Linked DNA regions of Astyanax mexicanus: region 2 is linked to region 1. The links are chromatin contacts, called in public Hi-C maps. All regions are on one chromosome and are shown on one strand. Each heading gives the region's core, a stretch centred on a gene start, on an enhancer-like site or on the middle of the called end of the contact. The rest is flanking DNA. Distances are from core to core; before and after follow the strand shown.

Region 1 (6,614 bases), core at 615-3,114:
ATCCAAAAAGATCACAGTCACTGCAAATACCATCAAAACATTATACAAATGAAACCAGCTCTCATTAGTACTGTCCCAAGAAGAGCAAGAGTTGTCACTGCTGCACAGGATAAGTTCATCAGTTTTACCAGCCTGAAAAACCGTAAGTTAACATTTTGAGTTGTTTTAACACTTTAGGTAACGTTGTGATTCCTTATGTGTTCCTTCATAGTCTGGATGACTTTAGTATTCATTTACACTCTGGGAAAAAATAAATAATTAAAACATTGAATAAGAAGGTGTTAAAGCTGCTGAATATGGTGAACTAATATATATTATAATACATAATCAGGTAAATTGACAGTTAAGATGTGTCTCTGTATTTAAACGGAAGAGGGCGCTACTGAACCACAAACTGTATTTCCCTAACTATATCACAGCAACAATGCGTTTACTGAATCTGTATCCTCTTAAAATGAACAGGATTTCCAGCACCAGCTTCACCTATGAATAGGTGTAAATGAACAGATTCGATTCCATCCGGGAACTTTAGGGAAAGGTAAATTCCTGAATCACTGCGCCCCTGTGTTTAGAAATTATAACACCAGTGCTGGGACCATTGAGGCTAATGGAATGGTTCCGCGCATGCGCGGTGCATAGGAAGAGAAGGTACAGTAGTGATGGGGAGTTCGATTCAGTTTACCGAAGCAGTTGTTTGAACTGTCAGTTTCAATGAATCGATCGTGAACCGATTCAGTGATTCGCTTTTGTAGTCGATTCGTTTTTATTCTAACTGTCTTCTCCAAACACCGGCAGTCTATCTAGCTGCATGATTCGCCTGCTCTCTAACGACGAGAAGTCGTAATTCTTAGATGCTAAGTCATAATTATTAAATGGTATGTCATAGCTGAGATACTAAGATACTACTGAGATACTAAGTCATAGTTATGAGATTGCAAGTTATGACATAGTAATTCATAAGTACGAGATTAGTATTACATAATTAGGAAACTGATGGGTGCAACCAAAGAAACAAAAATAGAATACAGAAGAAGGGAAAAAGAAAACGCAGAGAGGTAGGTTTTTAGAATTAAACATTCTTTTCTTGTTTCTCGCCAAGTATGCCACATAAAGAAAACATAGCAAAAATACAATAAAAACAAGAAATAAAACAAGAAAATAAATATAAAATTTAAATAAATATTATTTACAAGCAAGAACATGATTATCTACAGCAGTGAAATGTGATAAAAGTGAACACGTGCCACCGAGAAATGACAGTGGCAGGTGAACATGTAATGTAAAAAGTAAAGTGCAGAATTATTTCTGTGGTAGGTTGGGGAGTCTGATGGCAGCAGTGTAGAAGGTGTTTAAGGTCTATAACGTGGTGGTCTTGCATGTCACACTTCTTCTGTACCTTCAGCCTGATAGCAAAAGTGTGAACAGTCCATGCGGTGGGTGGGTATAGGGTAACAAAACCCTCTGATTTTAGCTGACTCCACCCTCAGCATAGCTCAAATTTGAAAAATGTAAAACAAATAAATGGGAGGGGTAGATTTGAAGGGGCACTGGGTTATGTATAGGTTCAGGGGCGGGGCAGTAGGGAGATCTGATTGGGCTTTAAAAATTATACAATTTTAAGCAGAACTGTGTTTCTTTACGTCAGAGGAACACATTTAAGATATGAATGGTTTATGGTTTTGTGCTAATCATAAATAATCAGATTAATTTAACAGCTGATTTTAACCGCTTTGTTTGGAGATGGATAATAAGGAGTAGGCTGGATAGCACTGCAAGGTATTGATTAGCTCTTGACCGTAGTGTGAGCTATAGGTTCTGAATTGATTCAGTGAGTCGACTGTGAATCGATTGATTCGAGTCGCGAGTCGGCCGTCGCTAGCGCTGCTCGCTGTCAGCTGTCTCACAAGCTCGGCAGAACCTGCCGCTCGGCCACAGCCGCCGCCGGAGGGGAGACAGCTAACTAGCTAACCCAGCTAGCTTAACGCCAGAAAACGTAGCTAAACCGAACACACGAGTCCCTGCTCGGGTTGGGAAGCCAAGTGAGGCACGCTGCGCCCGGGGCGGAGAGAAATGGGCGATAAATAAAGAATAAAAGTGACGACGTTCAACGTGGGAGTGTCACAGCCCGAATCCCCCACTCTCCGCCGCCGCCGCCGTGTTGTTGTTGCTGTTAGCATAACTAGCACGGCTGCTGTCCTGTCTGTCTGCCTACCTGGAGCGCTCACTCGTTCGCGTCGTTTCGGCGTGATTCCGTGGATTTAACCCTAAAATAACGCAAATTAAAGCCAAAGAAGACCCTCAGCGGAAGGTTAGTGAAGCCTCACAAATGCTAGCGGTGTCTGCGGGGACGAGGAGCCGCGCTAACCCCGCTCAGCCCCTGGATAAAGACTAATGACACACGCCTGCCCGCCCGCCTGTCCGCCTGGCAGCCGCTCGCTTATTCACTCATGCTTGTCTCTCGCTTTGGGTTAAAGCCTTGCCTTTAAGCGAGTTAAGCGCTGGAAAGGTGCAGCTGAAGCCGTGGAAGCATTAATGCTGTCGACAGGTAAGCTTGCCTAACCTTTTCAGACCTGAATTATCTCTAGTGATGGAAAACAATGCTGAATAATGCTGTCTTCTGTCTGTCTAATATTCTACTATAAAATCTATAGAGTAGATACATCCAAATATCTAAAATATTGAATAGCTTTTTATTTCCATTGCATTGGAAGCCTGTGTGTAATATTTTATATTTCATATTGACCCTTTTATTTCATAAACCATTCCTGAACAGTAAAAAAAAATGAACATGATTATTAATTAAATTAGCTGTTATTTTATCTCAATGGCCCTAGTACTATCCTACAGTTTTTCCTGTGCAGTGGATGGGACCATTCTACTGTTATATTGGTCTATAAACTTCACTGGCTGGTTCATGGTCTGCTGTAGGGCTGCAACAATTAGTCGATATAATCGACAATGTTTATATTATATAAACATTATATGACAATATTTACATTGGTCAATTACAAATTTTATTGTTGACTAATCGTTTATTTGTAACAGTACTGCATTACACAAAGTGCTGTGGACAGAAGCATAATGGGAGTGTAACAAAGGTTCCACTCAACTTAGTCTGTGTCTCCAAAAGTGCCCAAAACAACAGATTACATATTTACTCACTTAATATCAGTACTTTCCATTTAAACAATGTTTAGACATTTAAATGCCTTTAATCTCATGTACAGCTGTTTCCATTGTTTGTAGAGGTGGAGGACATGGCAGAAATAATCGCTGACTAATCGATTCATCAAAAAATAATCATCAGATTTAGTCGACTACCAAAATAATCATTAGTTACAGCCCTGATAGACAACAGCTTTCAAATAGTGTTATGTGCAAAAAAAATTAAGAAAATACATGATGTCCATTCTAATGAATGCAGGGAATAAAAGGGCTCACTTCACACATCACTAGAAAATAAGATAACTAGCGGTGTGAGTGTGTGCACGTGTTTTGTTTAACTCACTATATATTTCCATTTAATAAATTTTAGCTAATTAGTTAGCTAGCCAGGTTTAATTGATTCTCTGCAGCGCAGTGAAAGTGGGGAAGCTGCTTATGCTGCTTAGGTCTAGCCCTGCTGAGCAGACCCAGTGTTTTAACAGTGAGTGTGGGATATTTAATCAAAGTTGTTGGTTAGGTTTGCTATCTAGCTTAGCTGACTAGTAAGCGATACACTATGTATGGACTAGTCTAGTGAAACACCTGCATATTCAATGTTTAGGTTCTGTTTATGTACTAGAAAATATGCAATTGCCTTTGTTGGAGTAGCTCACTGTTTCTACAGTACAGGAAAGGATTTATCCTAGATTTCTACTATAGAGTCACCACTATACAGGGTTGATTGCATTTAGCAACAGAAAAGAGAAGGTCCTAGTACAGGATGAAGCACAAACAGTACAGCTCAATGCTGAGGTGCTTTATAATGTCATTAGCCATGGTCCAATAGGTTCATGTTCATTAGCAGAAAGTCCTATTCTAGTGGCAGTAATTCTATTCATGCACTCTGAAATCAATCAGCTGTTGGAGTGGCTAACTGTTACTATAGTTCAGGAAAGGCCTTCTACTAGATTTTTTACTTAAGACGCCTAACTACAATGGTTTGATTACATTTAGCAACACAAAATATATACTGTACTAGTAGTGGGTAAAGCACAATCAGTACAGTTCCACTGTTTTCCGGCTAGCTAAACCGCTCAATGCTGCAGTGCTTTTTGGGGTAGCCCACACTTGTCATTAGACATGCTGCCAATAGGTTCATGTTCATGAGCTAGTTGTTACAGAAAGTTCTATTTTGTTGGAGGTTATTCTCTTCATGCATTGTGAAATCAATCAGGTACTTAAAAAGAGGCAATCCTGCATTTGTTTTCTTTGTTCCAGTGGCTGACTGTTTCTACAGTCCAGGAAAGGCTTTTTACTATAAAGTTCTACTATAGAAGCCCAGCTATGATGTTTTTAATTGCATCCAGCAACAGAAAGGCAAGTGCCTAGTACTGAATGAAGCCCAATCAGTACAGTTCCACTGCTCACCAGCTAGATAAACACCTTAATGCTGGGTGTGCTTTATACAATATGTATATTTTTATTAATAAATATGAGACAGTTGCACACCTGACTAAGCACACTGCTGTGGATTATGCTCAAATTAAGTAGACGTGTTGCTCTGTTTATTGCGCTGTAATTGGAATGTTTCTATAGCATACTTTGTCCAATAATTTACTCAGACATGTATGTTCTGTTTTTAGAATTAAATCTCACACAGTAGAGACAATATTAGGATGATATTGGGATATGGTCATTTAAAGTAATTGTTGGTACAGTTATAGTACAAACTACAAACTGAAAAAGTTCATGCTGGTTATAATAGAATTGTCTCAGAACACACAGTGCTATAGATAGGTCAGCTTAGCTGCAGACTGGTTAGAGTGCCCATACTGACCTATGTTCATCCACAAAAGCACCTACACTGGGCATATGAGCATCAGATCTGCACCACGGAGCAGTGGAGAAATATAACCTGGTCAGTGCTGTGTATAATATCTGTGTCTAATGAGTTTAATTTTCTCATTTTATAATTTTAAGTTTTCCCCATTGCTGACACAGGCCATTACCAATGAATCATTTATAAAACGCCAGCATGCCCGTGTGTAGCTTATATAGGTGGAATGTGGGCTACGTGGACATGAGCTTTGCTTTGCATAAGTTTGCACGCACATGTGTTGTAACTGGGACCCTCACATCTCACATGGTCTCAGTTACACTATAGGCCCATCTAGGCCCTATGTGCAAAGTGCAAATGTACAGATAGCACCCAGATGGGGCCCAATGTTTAAGGTAATGCTCATCCACTTGTCTCTTTTTTTTTATTTTAGAGATATACTACCAATAGAACAAATATGATGGTTATGGATTAGTGAAACTGTGTTCTCTGGAACACATATACTTTGGGGATGATGAGTTGTGGTAGGGTGAGGTAAGGTGGTAATCATCCAACATCCTGACCGTACTAACGCTCTTGCTCTTGAACATTATTGCTGAAAGCTATAAAATTTTACACAGCAATGCCTCAAAATCATTAAGAAGGCCTTTCCTGCACAGTAGAGAGGATAGTGACTCCAATACAAGCAGAATAAACTCTTTTAACAGCCTTGATTTCTGTAGAAACATTGAATAATGAGCATGTGTCCCAAAACTTGTATCCATATAGTGTATGTAGTGTATTAATATATCTTGGATAAAATCTCACCAGCCTCATTTTGATGCCCTTATGTAAGATTTATTATGGGTGTATTGATTTTGAGCAATAGATAATCAGCACAGTTCCTGTTTAAAGTATAGTGCAGGGGCATGGTTTGGTCATGTACTTGTTATTTAACTCTGGTGTGTTTAGTAGAACAGTGCTGTGCTAAATGAGGAGATTTAATTCCGTTCACTGGATGTGCACTCTGGTGTCACATTTTCACCTGAAGCACGTCTTGCAGGATAGATTTAGAACTATTCCCAAAGCACAATGGCAGCAGCTTCTATTTTCAGGTGGCATTTGACCTGTAACCTTTTGTTTTGTAGTGGAGTTCTGTTACCCCAGGGCTCATAACTGACTCTGCAAGTTTGTCTCCTCGCATCTTAGCGCTCTGCATGCTTTGTTTAGATCCTAATTTAATTACGCAGATGTTTTGACAGTTGGTGGACTTCCCCTTTAAACCCCTTTTAAATGTTAGATCTGGGCATATGCTGTGTTCCTGAGGTTTGTAAACAGCTTTGTCTTCATTTTTCTGATTTGATTAGTTGAAGGTCTGCTGCACGGGTCTGATGATGATGAGAAAACCCATAATGACTGTTGACTGCTGAAGGTTGTAGATTTGAGACCATGGATCAGCAGTGCTTGAGCCCTGAAGGTGCTGTAGAATCAGAGGTTAAACAGGGATTTTGGAGGTGGAGTGTGTGTATGTGGAGCACCCTGCATTAATAGAATAGAAATGGGTCAGGACCAAAATCAGACCCAACACTTGCGTGTGTTTCTAATGTTGTATATACATTTGTTTTAGGTCATTTAGATTTTACACAGCGGTTTA
Region 2 (6,629 bases), core at 45-2,544, 360 kb after region 1:
AATAAAACAAATCAACTTTCTAACTATTGGGGTGCTTTTTCTTCATTTAGCAAAAGGAAGAAACCTTAAGTAGGAGTGGAGCAGTTTTTAAAGAAACAGGTAAGAACCCGTTTTCTGATTGGTGGTGATGGGTGCCAAGGGTTATTTTCACGGAGTTGAGCAGACTACCAGTAACTGAGTCTCTGTTAAAGTTTGCCTGGCTCGAGTTTATTGTTGCAATTATACCACCATTATCGCTGTTTATTGAAAGATTTTGAGTTAAATCTGTTTGGTTATAAACACTCGACTTAAAATAGTTCCACTGCTGCTCTGTTTGGTTTGTAAGTGCTGCATTGTTGCTAGGTAACCTGTATGTAATACATGGAGTGCTTTGGTTACAGTGCATTACCATCTGATAATGGCACTCATAAAACACTTCAGCCAATCAGAAATAACTGTGGAATAATTTAAATTGAACACTTGAATTTCTTGTCTTTTAATGTGTTTGAGAGCACCAGTTGTAAAGTTGTGAAGAGGTAGAGTATACAGTAAATAGCTCTATTTGGGTTTAATCTAATCCATATTATGGCAAAAATTACTCAACAAAGAAAAGAGAAAAAATAATTTAAGAAAGAACGAAGATCAGTCAATCTAAAAAGAATAATATTGTGGCGTGGAAGAGGAAGGAAGACCCGTGAGACTCATGATGAGTGCTCTTAAGCTCTTTTATTAAACAGGCTTGCCACTCACTTACAATCTTTAACAATATTAGGAGAGCTAAACCAACCTATCAAATAAGCTACCCACAGAACCCAGTGACTAAACTCGCTACTCACTTACTTTACGGTGAGTGCCCTAAACAGCACCCATCTGCATGGCCCCTCCCCATACCCTAGGTTACGGGGGAGGTACCAGCTACGTAGGCTGGAGCAACACAGCACAACAAAACACATAAGGCCCCACACACAAAAGAACAGAAACATGCCTACAGGCAGCCACACACACAACCCAGAGCCGCCACAATATCAAGAAAGTAGCCTGAAGTGCAGTCACCACAATCACCAGTAAAATCATTATACTGATGAAACTGGCTCTCATCAGGACCGCCCCAGGAAAGGAAGACCAACTACCAGCCTCAGAAACGGCAAGTTAACATCAGCACAGATAAGAGAAGCTAAATGCTTCACAGTGTATTTTGGTCTGTTTAACACTTTTAAGTTACTACATGATTCATTACGTGTTCCTTCATAGTCTGAATCACTTCACTATTCATTTACTATGTAGGATAAATTAAAATCACTGAATGTGAATTACACTGTTTATCACAGGTATTATTTCAGTGACTCGGTACAGCTCGGCTCGTTTCGGCTCATTCCGTCATGGATCTCCGTCCCCTCGGAGCGGACTGAGCGGAGAGTCGGCGCTCGGAGAAATCCCCCGGTTTCTACAATGGCAGGTCGGTATAGATCTTCCAAACGGACTGTTTTTTTTTAGTTTGAGTGGGTGGATTTAGTTTATCCGCGACTTTAGCGATGTTTAGAGCTCGCTGACCTGTTGCTGAGGGTCGGCCGGCCTTCAGTTAACTCAGTAAAAGTGTGGCTTCCAGCATAGATTCACAGATTTACAAAACATGCGCACTGATAAATCCCGCCGCGGAGCGTCTGTAAATCGTACAGGCCAATCCAGGTCCTGGGAGTATTAATCCGCCACAGGGTTGTACTGTTACTGCGCGCGCATGTCTGCTGCAGTCAGCTCCCCGTCCAACTGATAAAAAGTCCTGGGGCGGATTATTACTCCAGGATCTGGATTGGCCACCGTCTCAAGGAGCTAAACCCAGCAGCCTACTTAAATACGTCCTGAATTCACCCGCGTGACTGAATACAGACACTTGAAGCTGTTACACACACTGACAAGCGGTACAGTACTGAATAATTCACTTTATTAATGTGTTACATAATATGTCGGGCGTGTTTGTGCTAACATAAGACTGTAGCTATCGCTGTCTGTTACAATCTGCTGTAACACATTATATATATATATATATATATACGTATATATATATATATACACGTATATATATATATATATATATATATATATATATATATATATATATATATATATATATATATATATACGTATATATATATACATATATATATAGTGGCGTGGAAGAGGAAGGAAGACCCGTGAGACCCATGCTGAATGCTCAACAGCTTCTTTATTTAACAGGCTTGCCACTCACTTACAGCCTTTAACAAGACTAGGAGAGCTAAAACCAACCACCCACAGAGCTAAAATAGCCCAAAGGCCACCAACCCAGCTGTGTGTCTCCCAGATGGCAGATCCAGAGTGGTGCCCACCCTCTCTGCATAACCCCTCCCAAGGGAGATGCCCCACCCCTGTCATCCTCAATAGTATCTGTCTGCAGAGCCGCAGAGCCACGGATATACGGCAGCAGATTCACGCCAGCAGTTTCAAGCCAGTGGCATTCTGCGCATGCGTCAGCAGAACCGCGGATTTAAACCAGCACTTTCAGGCCGGTGGCATTCTGCGCATGCGTTGATACCTTCTTCGATTTTCTTAGCGTTAAATAACTGGTTTGACTTAGCTAGGGTTAGTTAAAAAGTTTTAGGAGGTATTCATATCATATTCTGACACATATTAGTCTTATGTGCCTCGATAGACTAATGGTCTATGTAGACATATTGTTCAATTACCCTTCAATTTAACCTCAACATTGATAGTTGGCTTACATGGGATTTACTTTTACATTTACTCATAACATGTATATGCCAGAATTAACTATTCACATCAAATATACAATACGTGATGTATATCATAATATAACTTTGGTGCAATGTTTTATATTTAGATTTATGGTTTCTATGCCAATAAAAATGATGAAGTTCTCCCATTTTTTATACTGATTGTCTTTTTTTTTTGGACACTTACATTTACATTCTTTTGTTCTGAGCTGTGAGTTAAAAGTGTCCCAAATGTGTGATGAACAAACCATTGATTTATCTTACCACATGTGCAGGAATTAAACTGAGCATAATGTTAAACACTGGGCTAAAACAAATACATATAGACATTTACATGGTAAATATTGCACACATGATTGTATAACCTAGCTAATGATTTATGTAAGCACCCTAAAATTGGACATGAATATGCCTAGGAATTAAATACCTTAATTAGCTATAATAATTAGAAGGACAAAATATCACTCATCTGCTTAATTCAAGCTCAAAGTTGAGCAATGGCTTTAATAATACATGGTCTGTATGTGTACAATTCCATGTGCAATACTTGAGTAAAATAAACGCTGTTGTTCTATTTTATAAATTACTGACACTGTTTCTCCCAAATTACAAATAAAAATGTAAATGAAAAATAAACAAAAAAAATCAAATACTGCAAATAATGCAAAGAAAGTTCATATTAGAATTAGAATTAATGTTTCTATATGAATATTAACTTTTTTTTTTGCATTATTTGAGGTCTGAAAGCATTGAATCTTTTTATATATATATATATATATATTTTTTTTTTTTTTAATTTACTTTCTGCAAATACATGGTCATACATAGTAAAATCAGACAAACTGATCATGATTTTGAAGTAGCCTATTTTATAAAGTATATTTTGTATATTGTGAAGTATACACACACACACATATATATATATACATTATATACGTATATATACATACATATATACTATAGTCTATAGTCTGATATTAATATAATAATATAACGATTGTGTAAAATACTTATTGTATTCACTGACTTACCTTCATGTTGGACTGCTCGGTTAAAATGGAGTTTTAGGTGACTCCTAAGTTTTGTGGCCGATGTTGGCTTATAATGCTGTATGGAGCACAACGGGCAGTGATATTTTTGGCAACATGTGCCACATTGCTCATATTTTGGCACGGAATTGCCTTTTCGGATTGAAACATGCATTTCAATCCCAGCAGAATCGCGTTGTCCTACTGCGCATGCGCAGAATGCCACCGGCTTGAATCTGCTGGCGTGAATCTGCTGGCGTATATCCGTGGCTCTGCGGCTCTGCAGACAGACCCTTCTCGTCATCCTCGCACACAGGAGAACAGAACCATGCCTACAGGCAGCCACACACACAACCCAGAACCGCCACATAGCAAGGACCACCGGGGCCGACCACGGGCTGCTCGAAGGCTCAATAACGCCCGTACTCGCCATCTCGCGGACTAACTGCTCCGCCGCTACGCGCTTTGCTAACGCCAGACGATGCGGCCTCAGCCTGATGGGCTGGGCGTCACCCGTGTTTATCGAATGAACCGCAAGGCTAGTTTTAGTACACTCGCGCTCAGACACAGCGAAACTCGTGCGAAAACGGCCGATCAGTTCTCGCAAACGGAGTTGTTGGGGACCAGATAAACCCACACAACTGCGCTCCAGCATCTCCTCTATCGGATCTACACTCAACCCCGCATCCAGCGGACCCTCTACCGTATCACGCACCGAATCACACACATTCCCTCCCACCAGTTAACTTACGGTGAATTTACACTGCTCCGACGCGACAACGCACATGGTCGCACTACCCCCCTCCAACCGGTCGCATGTGGGCGTGACAAAGGCTTTCCCTGCGTCGTCCAATTGAATCGTTTTAATAAATGGGAAATGCTTTTTATATAAGCTATTATTATTTCCAATAATTAATAAATATAAATGTGTCTTTATAGATATAAATGTTTGAATGAGCTTCATTACACTGTCTAGTGAGCAGTATATAAGCTGACAAAAGCAAACTTTTCCAATTAAATTACATATTAATATTTTAAAACCCCACCAGAGACTCCAACAATCACAGCAGTCTTTCTCCTCGCTGACAGAGTCCCTGTGAATCAGCAGGGATTTTATAAAGAACAGGGAAGCCTGAAACTTCTCTTCCAGGCTTCTCTGGACGCTTGAAAGCGGAACTAAAATTTGTTCATGCGCTGCGCTGAGGACGAGTTACAGGCCAACACCTGCTCTCTGATTGGATAGACGCATTGCGTTGGACGGACTCATTTGCATAAAGTTCAGCTCGGCTCAACTTTTCATCGCATCGCATCCCCCGCTCTCGACGCATCGGACCCATGATGCACCGCGCGACTGCGTCTGACGGAGGCGGCGCTTCCCATTGAAAATGAATGGGATCCGTCGCTGTGCGTTGTCGCGTCGGAGCAGTGTAAATTCACCGTTACCCCTAACTCGTCGCGTATCTCTACGGGGAGTCCAGTCACCAGTCACCAGCACCGAGCCCCTTGCACAGTCAATGATAGCTCCGACGCGTGAGAGCAGGTCCTTGCCCAGAATGCACGGGTCGTTGATGCGTCCTACCCAGAACTGTTGTTGAAAGGGCCCCTTGCCGACATCAATCTTCAACTCCGTTAATCCTAGGAGACCTATAGGATCCCCGGTGACTGAAGAGAGAGCGATGCGCTGGCTGTTGTCAGTCACAAACTCGGCCGCTACCTCCGTCGCTAGCTCGGGCCGTATCAGTGAGACTGACGAGCCCGTGTCCACCAGCGCGCTCACCGTCACTCCATTCAATGTGCATTTCAGGAAATAGCCGCTGAGTCCGGCAGTTCCGGAATCAGATCCCGAGGGTAAGCATAGCGTTCCTGGGGCCACCGTAACCCTCACTGGGTGGTCCCGGCTCCGACGGTTGGCGGCTGAAACGTGTTCTCAGCGCCCGCGTCAGTTCAGGCAGCTCGCAGTGGCACTCGGCAGGGAGCTCGATCAGTACCCTCAGCGCGTCGCCCTGCAGCGCCAGGCAGAGGTTGGCTGCCGTCTCGGCGTCCGTCCAGCCCGCACCGCCCGCCACGATCTCAAGCTGAGCTTCGAAGGCTGTCCAGTCAGCGCTGCCGTCGTAGGGAGTAAGGCGGGGTTGAGCCGTCAAGCCCGCCATCCCGCAGGCTTGCGGCGCCATTATCGCGCCATCCGTTCCGCGAGTCGGCACCGCTGTCCTTGCGCCATCCGCTCCGTGAGCCAGCGCCGCCGTCCTCGCGCCATCCGCTCTGGGAGTCAGCGCCGCCGTCCTCGCGCCATCCGCTCTGGGAGTCAGCGCCGCCGTCCTCGCGCCATCCGCTCTGGGAGCCAGCACCGCCGTGCTCGCGTCGTCCTCTCCCCGGCCACACCTCCGAACAGCCCGCTGGCGCCGTCAGGTCCGAGTCCACTCCGCTGGAGAGCCTTGCCTCTAGTCTGTTGGTCCGCTGTCTTCCTCCTCAGCCGTCCGATTTCCCCTGCCAGCAGCTCAATATCTTCCAGCAGGGTCACTTCTGACACCAAATGTGGCGTGGAAGAGGAAGGAAGACCCGTGAGACTCATGCTGAATGCTCAACAGCTCCTTTATTTAACAGGCTTGCCACTCACTTACAGTCTTTAACAAGACTAGGAGAGCTAAAACCAACCACCCACAGAGCTAAAATTACGGTGGCCGAGAAAGCCCAGCGCAGTGCAAATTGAAAAGCGCTGCAAAAGCACAAAACACATCCATCAAAATTACAACACAGGCGCAGCAAATAGAAAAACGCGCTGCAAATAGAACCACAACACAACGGAAGTGAGTCACAACACAACGGAATTTTCCCGGGGGACCTTAAAAGATGCTGT

What was found. A called contact is a pair of places that touch in the nucleus more often than the background predicts.
Region 2: a Hi-C map of muscle shows a contact between it and region 1, with 8 times the contacts expected there. The contact joins the promoter of LOC103024909 here to the promoter of mib2 in region 1. A contact is called at or near these places in 2 of 3 Hi-C or Micro-C datasets (blood and muscle).

Annotation. Positions count from the first base shown.
Region 1 is chr12:12,559,707-12,566,320 of AstMex3_surface, forward strand. It overlaps mib2 (MIB E3 ubiquitin protein ligase 2), which reads left to right and starts at 1,865. Exons shown (of 19, transcript XM_022670777.2): 1 at 1,865-2,545. The coding sequence starts at 2,533.
Region 2 is chr12:12,923,679-12,930,307 of AstMex3_surface, forward strand. LOC103024909 (caspase recruitment domain-containing protein 19-like) reads left to right here and starts at 1,295. Exons shown (of 6, transcript XM_007237048.4): 1 at 1,295-1,435. The coding sequence starts at 1,429.